Linked DNA regions of Zea mays: region 1 is linked to region 2. Evidence: chromatin contacts called from public Hi-C data. All regions are on one chromosome and are shown on one strand. The core of a region is the stretch at or near the end of the contact, and the rest is flanking DNA. Distances in the headings are between cores, read along the strand shown. Region 1 holds the start of LOC100274187. Region 2 holds the start of LOC100278412.

Evidence for each region. Hi-C and Micro-C count contacts between places; a contact is called where the count stands out from the background.
Region 1: a Hi-C map of tassel shows a contact between it and region 2, with 2.8 times the contacts expected there. The contact joins the promoter of LOC100274187 here to the promoter of LOC100278412 in region 2. A contact is called at or near these places in 3 of 25 Hi-C or Micro-C datasets (ear, leaf and tassel).

The regions. Positions count from the first base shown.
Region 1 is chr4:227,791,145-227,794,793 of Zm-B73-REFERENCE-NAM-5.0, reverse strand. It overlaps LOC100274187, which reads right to left and starts at 2,106. Exons shown (of 3, transcript NR_158636.1): 1 at 404-2,106.
Region 2 is chr4:227,267,706-227,271,113 of Zm-B73-REFERENCE-NAM-5.0, reverse strand. It overlaps LOC100278412, which reads right to left and starts at 1,418. Exons shown (of 6, transcript NM_001371710.1): 1 at 1,061-1,418. The coding sequence starts at 1,208.

The sequences.
Region 1 (3,649 bases), core at 857-3,356, 520 kb before region 2:
GTTGCAATCTAGAGAAGAACTACACATTTTCACTAAAGCTGAATCTAAATATTTAAATAAGGGAAGAATTCATGAGATGCTACGTCGATCTTGTGCCTCTTGTACCATCTGTGACAACTTTTGCTGTCCCCTGTAGTCACTAGACAAGTGCAGTTTCACACGTGTGAAATCGAACTCCCACACAATCTGCATGCTTCAGGCGGCTACTTCTAGAGATATGTGATAAAGTTACATCAAATTTCAATTGCATATATGTCAAATTTTACTGCAGAGGAATATAACATTTCGATCATTAGTTCAGATGTGGAATCCAAGTTTTAGAGCTATGAATTCTACAAATTGAACAATAATAGTACACTAGACATCAAGAAAAATAATAACTCAAGTAAGAAGAATGTTATACCACATTAATTCAGAAAGGTTAGTCCACTAAGCTGAGCATCAAATTAAGAACCTCCTTTTTTATGTTCCCTTGACGGACCTCCGCCTTCGCCTGTGCTACTCTTAGCTTCTTGATCTTGGATTCCAGATCTTCTGCCTTCTCATCAGCAATGAACTCAAATACTCTTTTCAGAGTTTCCCCGCACGGATGATGGGTCTCAATCTCCTCCACATAAACAGCAAGGTTGGAATACAACTTCTGGAGCTCACCAAAACGTCTGTGCACACCTTGCACATTAGCATCTCCTTCTGTTCCCTCATCATTTATTTCTCCTTCCTTACTCCTAATCACAATGCCACCATTCTGATTTGCATTTACGGGTTCCTTTGGTGTCAGACGATCCATATCTATGTCCATCTTCCCTTTGTCAGTTTTCCCCTTCTTTCCCTTAGCCAAATTACCATCATCTTTGTTTAATTCCCCATTGTGACTTTCCTGCTTCTTACTCTTACTTGGGGAGGCAGTGGTGGTAGCCTCCTCTGACAACCTGGCTTGCCCCTTCTTACTTGCTTTCTGAGAATCACCACTTTGATTGGCAGTACTAGGGGCAGACTCCTTTGTCACGTCACTCTTTGCATTTTCAAGCATCTTCTCTTTGTTAGCCTGGCCCTTCTTACCCTTTATAACAGCACCACCCTTTTGAGACGTAACGGCAGCAGCAGCCTCCATTGCCTTCTCTCCCCAGATTGCTTCTGAGAGATTATACATCTGGAGCCCATCTTCTTTACTTGGCACAATGCCCGTGCTCGCTGCTTTCTTGTACCGTTCCTTTAGCCTTCGCACCTTCTCATAGATATCTGAGTAGGTGCAGTTCTTCCTGACGAGGTGGTCACGAACACTAGCAAGAAGTAAATCAGTCTTTGGCAGCTCACCCTCACGCTTGACATGCGCAGCAAGGGCCTCCAAAATCTTCATCTCATCATCTTTCCCCCATGTGGGGCGCACAGGCTTCTCAGACTTGCTGTCTGAATGTGAGGGATCTAGCGCTGCTGACTTCTCTAGTTTGTCCCCATCCTTCTTCCCCTTGCCTGAGGGCGTGGCCTCAGGAGCTGCCTCCTTGGCCTTGCCCTTCTTCGCCTTTCCTGCTGGAATGGCATCAAACGTCGGCTTCTCTAGCTCAGCTTTGCCCTTCTTTGCATTTCCTGCTGGAGTGGCCTCAGGCGCCGGCTTCTCTAGCTCGGCCTTGCCCTTCTTCGCCTTGGCAAGAGGGGTAGCCACAGCCTTCATCTTTTTTGCCTTCCCGGTAGGAGCAGGATCCGAGGGGGGTCTCTTCCTTTCCTGCTCTGCCTTGGACAACACGGCCGCCGCCGCAGCCTTCTTCTGAACCACAGGCACAGGGTTCTCATGCTCCGACTCCGATGACTCGCCCTCCTCCTCTTCGGGATCGGATTCTGGCTGGGGAACTGGATGCGTATGCTTAGTGAGGGAGCGGGGCACCTGGCGCATCTGGAAAGCTTGAGCGTCGGTGTCGGAGTCCGTGTCCGCCTCCGACGAGTCGGCGTTGTTGGCCGCGGCCTGCGGAGGACTACGGAGCTCGGGGAGGCGAGGAGGCTCCTCCAACTCTTCGGAGCCAGATTCCTCAGAGGACGACTCCTCCTGCGGAGGCGGAGGAGGCGAAGGCGCGCGGCGCTTGCGGGCCATGAATCGCGGCTAGGGTTTACGGGGCGCAGAGGGAACTGGGAATGTGAAGGGTCTGAGTCTGACGCCGTGGTGCGGACGGCTATGGTGCGGACGGCAAACTGGTGAGATTTGTTGATTATCATGACGCCAAGCATTACGTAAAGGGGTGATGCTCTATAAGTGAAAACAGTGTTCTTGGGAGTTCTATGTTTCATAATAACTCCTATGTTTCGTATGACCGTGTAGAATACTGCGGTTAACAGAGTAAGTTTAAAATAAAAGGTGGAATAGGAGATAAAATATGATAGCTGTTTGAAGACAGCCTAATATTATTTCCAACCATTCATCTACAATTCTCGCTATCTATATTTTATTATATTTTACTACATCATCAAAAAAAATACTCCCTCACATAGATGAATGGTTGCTCAGTTTGCTCCTCCTTCGGAGTACTCAAGAGTGAGTGTCGGCTCCTATCTTCTTCCCTTCCCTGAGTACTCATCCTCCCTGAGTTCTCTACTGAGCCACAGGTGTGGAGGTCATCTCCTGCCATCATGCTGGCATGGATCCTGCCCTGCCGACGTCGAGGAATCATGGTGGTGAGGACTCATTGTCCCTCTCATCCCATGGCTTCGATCCTACCCTAACGATAGCTCCGTACTGTTAGGCCCACAGTCATTGCCCCTTCTGTTGATTGAAGGTCCGGCGCCACCTTGCGTCATGGTAGAAGCTCTAGCCCCTCCAGTGGATAAAGTCATGCCCCATCTTGGATCCTGCCCTATCGACGCCAAATCCTCGGTGTTGGCCATGGTTGGAGCGGCCCCCTTTTCATTTTCAATGGCATTGCCTCCAGGTGCATGTCTTTCTGATCCATTTGGGTAGGTACTTTTTCTTGTGTTTTAGTTGGTAAATTTGTTAGTGTGGGGGATAGATATCCCACGGGTCCACTGGAAGGATAAAAGACCTCACGAAAGGCCTGAGGGCCCAATAATTCGTAAGGTCGTCCCTTCGTTGGCCTAGGGAAGAACGACCAGTGAAGCAGATCGACACAAGGCCGGATCGGTGCAAGCCTAGACGGCCCAATAACGACGAGCAAGTAACCACAGCAGAGACCCGACTTTCCCGCGCTGGAGCCCCGTACAACGGAACCAGGCGAGGATGAGTCGGCAGAACTATAGGAAGATAGACTCAATCAGTTCACTATCTCTTAGGTGCGCATTGTTATCATATTCGCATGTATTGTCTCACGGTCGAATATATAAGGCCTAGGGGGCACCCCTTCTGAACGATCGATCTCACTACTCAGCCACCCACCTCGACTCTCTACGCTCCTTGTACTAGAGAGTTCCCTTGTAATCCACCGCATAAAGCACTCCCGCCATGACGTAGGGTGTTACGCATCTCTAAGCGGCCCGAACCTGTACATCATTGTTCACAGTTTCTCGTGCGCCCAGCACGAACCATCGAGCTACAGTCGGCAACATCGTCCTACTCCTAAAAACACCTTGAGGGGCAACCCCGGGTGTGCGGTCGGACCCAAAACACCGACAGCTGGCGCGCCAGGTGTGGGGTGTGTCGCCGATCTAA
Region 2 (3,408 bases), core at 169-2,668:
CTGGTGTGTGGAAATCCACATATTGATTTCCTCACATGTCATGGATCTCACGATTACGTCGAACCACTCTTTTTGCATTATAAAAGGACATGACATCAGAAGAAATCAACAACAATTGACAACATATCTTAATTTGAACATTGTCAGAGATATAAAAATATATGTCAAAAGCCACATATATTATCTTCCTCTTTTAGCATTACATAATTTTATGTACTTTTTAATTACACCATAAGAATACATTAAAAATAATGTGAATCTAGTTCTTGGGCTGGCAATACATAATCAACCCCACTAGCTATAGTAATGGTTACAGTTTTGATCAACATCATGATAATTTTGCGTTAATACAAAAACCCCTGTTCTGGACTTTATTCAGCTCCCACATATAGGGCGCAAGTAGCCCATTAGGTTCCAGGATGTACTAGGTTGGCTAGTAGATTAGGAAAGAGAGAATAGGAAAAGTCAATTCGAGTTAGAATTTAGAAACTGAGAGTGTCCCAACTCCGAGTTATAGCCCTATGAGGGTTTGGCCATCTTGACTAAAAAGGCCAGCCTGCAATGTGATAGATCAAAATCAAGCACGAAAAGGAATTAATCCACTCTTTTTCCAAAATACCAATTGTCATTTCCCAAACTGATCTAGTTTGTCTATTCTAAATCCAGTGCTCATTGAGTTGCCAGCCATGCGCACCTGTATTCAAGAGGTGCCCACAGCAGGCAGATAAATATCTAAACAATCACAATCTTTACAATCCTGGTATGGGTGGTTTCTCGATCCGCACACTCAAAGAATTCATCTTCAGACAAATGACAGACTAAGAATATCTATTGTATTTATCATCAGCACTACAAATGTAATTGTCGAATCCGCATACTCAGAATTGAGATGCAATTTCTCAATAGCCAAGACAAATCTATAAAGGCATAATTGTAATTTTGATCTAGCCGAGCCCGCCACAGCCAACAAACAAATAATTTTCCTTATTTCCTATCCGTTATTTCAACTCAACCACTCAAACGTTGGGAGAACCGAAAGAGGGTCGAAATAGCGTCCTACCAGTGGGCGCAGAAATGATGGCGCCACGGGAGCGGCGGAGGCGGCGGCTGAATGAGAGGATGGTAGCGCGGGCGCCAGGGGAAATGGGCAGCCCGGCGGGCGACGGTGCCTGGCATGGGGAAGCAGACGAGGTGGTGGGCATCGCCATGGCGAATTCGAGGATGAGGCAAGCGTTTGCGCTTCGTATCGTATATTTACTAGGGTTTAGCAAAAGTGTGGCTGCGGACTGCGGACTGCGGACTGACGGCTCATGGCAGGCACGGCGCGCGCGTGGCGCTTGCTCGTCCGGCAGCCACAGCCCACAGAGGCAGATTTCGGCATGGGCGTGGTCGACGGCGCGCGCGTGCCGCCTCCTCACTGGGCGGAGATAGGGTTATGCTAAGTGTGCCTGGGCGGGTTGGGTTGGGCCAGACGTTACGGAGATCCATGAGCCTGATCCATCTGGAAAAAAAAACATGCCACAATACAGCCAGCCGAAAAGAAATGTATCTCATCTGTGTTACCGTATACTTTCCACCTGAGCGAATTTCGTATTTGAATTTCTCTCTCTCTTCTATCTCTTCTATGTCTCTGTCTCTATTTCTATCTTTATTATATTAAAACACCAGTTTTAATGGTCGTTCCATGTCATCTTAATACAAATAATTCCTCACATCTATTCTATTTCAAATTAACCAGCTGCATTCTATTTCAAATTAACCAGTTGCACGTCAATCCCTTCCGTGTAACCCTGGCCTAGGCACCGCACGATGGCTTGCTGACCGTGTCGGGCTGGCCCGTTAGTCTGTTGGTCCATTTGGTTAAATTAGCGTAAAATATCTCTATCTATATCTCTACTATATTAAATCACCAGTTTCAACGATCGTCTCGCGTCATCTTTTTACAAAAATAACTCCTTGTATTTTTTTAAAATCAACCCGCGGTATCATATCTCATCTCTATCCTATTTGTTCGCACAACAGCATTCTCGCATCTGTCGCTCTAGCAACAAACTCCGTCCATTTTGCAACAACCTCCGCCCGCTTCTTCCGTCATTGCACCGCCACCAGCGAGGAGGATTAGGGCGCTTGCCTCCGAATAAGGATGCTCACTAGGTAATAAAAGTTGCATCGAGTCCAGCCAACTTTGAACCTCTTCGTCGCGCAAAAGGGACTAGGAGCCCATCTTCTAACTCACTCGTCTTCCGCTTCGACGCGAACTCCACTCTGCTCCTCCCATCCCATGGGCGACACGACATCAACGGTAGATCTACCTAGCGTGCGCTTCGTCTGGTCACAATTATTCTCGTCGGATCTATTATTGGTAGAGATCGCTCTAATTGTCGTGTTTTTTGCAGGGGACGTCCAATGACCAGGACACAAGCTTCTCAAATAAGCAAGCCAAGCTGCTCAAGACGTAGAAGTCTGCGTCCGAGCTTGACCATCTAGCCAGTTCGTTTTTCCACTCATACCCTTTGTTTCTCAATTTGGCTGTAATGAGCACACAATACTTTAGGGATATATATAACTGTTGTCTGTAAGGGCTTCCTTTGATCTAACGATTTTGTGCTTGGTAGGTGGATACGTCAAAGGTCAAGTTGGACGTGATGAGGCCCTGGATTGCCAAACGGGTTAATGAGCTACTTGGGTTTGACGTATATTTATGGTCCATGCAGAAGTAGTTATATTTTTATTGTTTGATATGTGATATTCTAAAGGCAAAAGAAAGTATGTATTTCCGTAAGCATGTTAAGCATTAGAGGATAAACTTATAGTATTTGGTATTTCAGGAATGGTCTTGTTGGCGTACTTGTGCTTTTCTATGTCTGGCCAAACTTGGAGAAAATTGTTAATCCATCACCATAAATGTATTTGCATGTGTTAACTATGGAATCTCTCAATGATGATTTTGGTTAGGGTATATGAACAATATGTTCAATTTGACATTAAATTCATTTAGGGCTAGTTTGGCAACCCCATTTTTCTAAGGGATTTTCATTTTCACAAAGGAAATTAGTTCATTTTCCTTTGGGAAAATAAAAATCCATTGGGAAAATAGAGTTACCAAACTAGCCCTTATTATGGGTATTTTTTATGTGGAGGGTCCTTTAAGACTCTCAAGTGTCGTTTAGTCACCCAATCAATATCATTAAATATAGTTGGGTACCGTCGCAGCGCACTGGTATTAGACTAGTACTAAATTAAAAAGTGGTGTAGGAGGTGGGGTTCGAACACATGCCCTGATAAAAGAAGGGCGGGAGACACTAGGTGAAGACGTCTAACGAGTAGAACATCATGCTTAAGTGTTTTTAATATTGAATATAAATTGTACATACGTATATACAATTTTTTTGTAAAATAAAAAATATA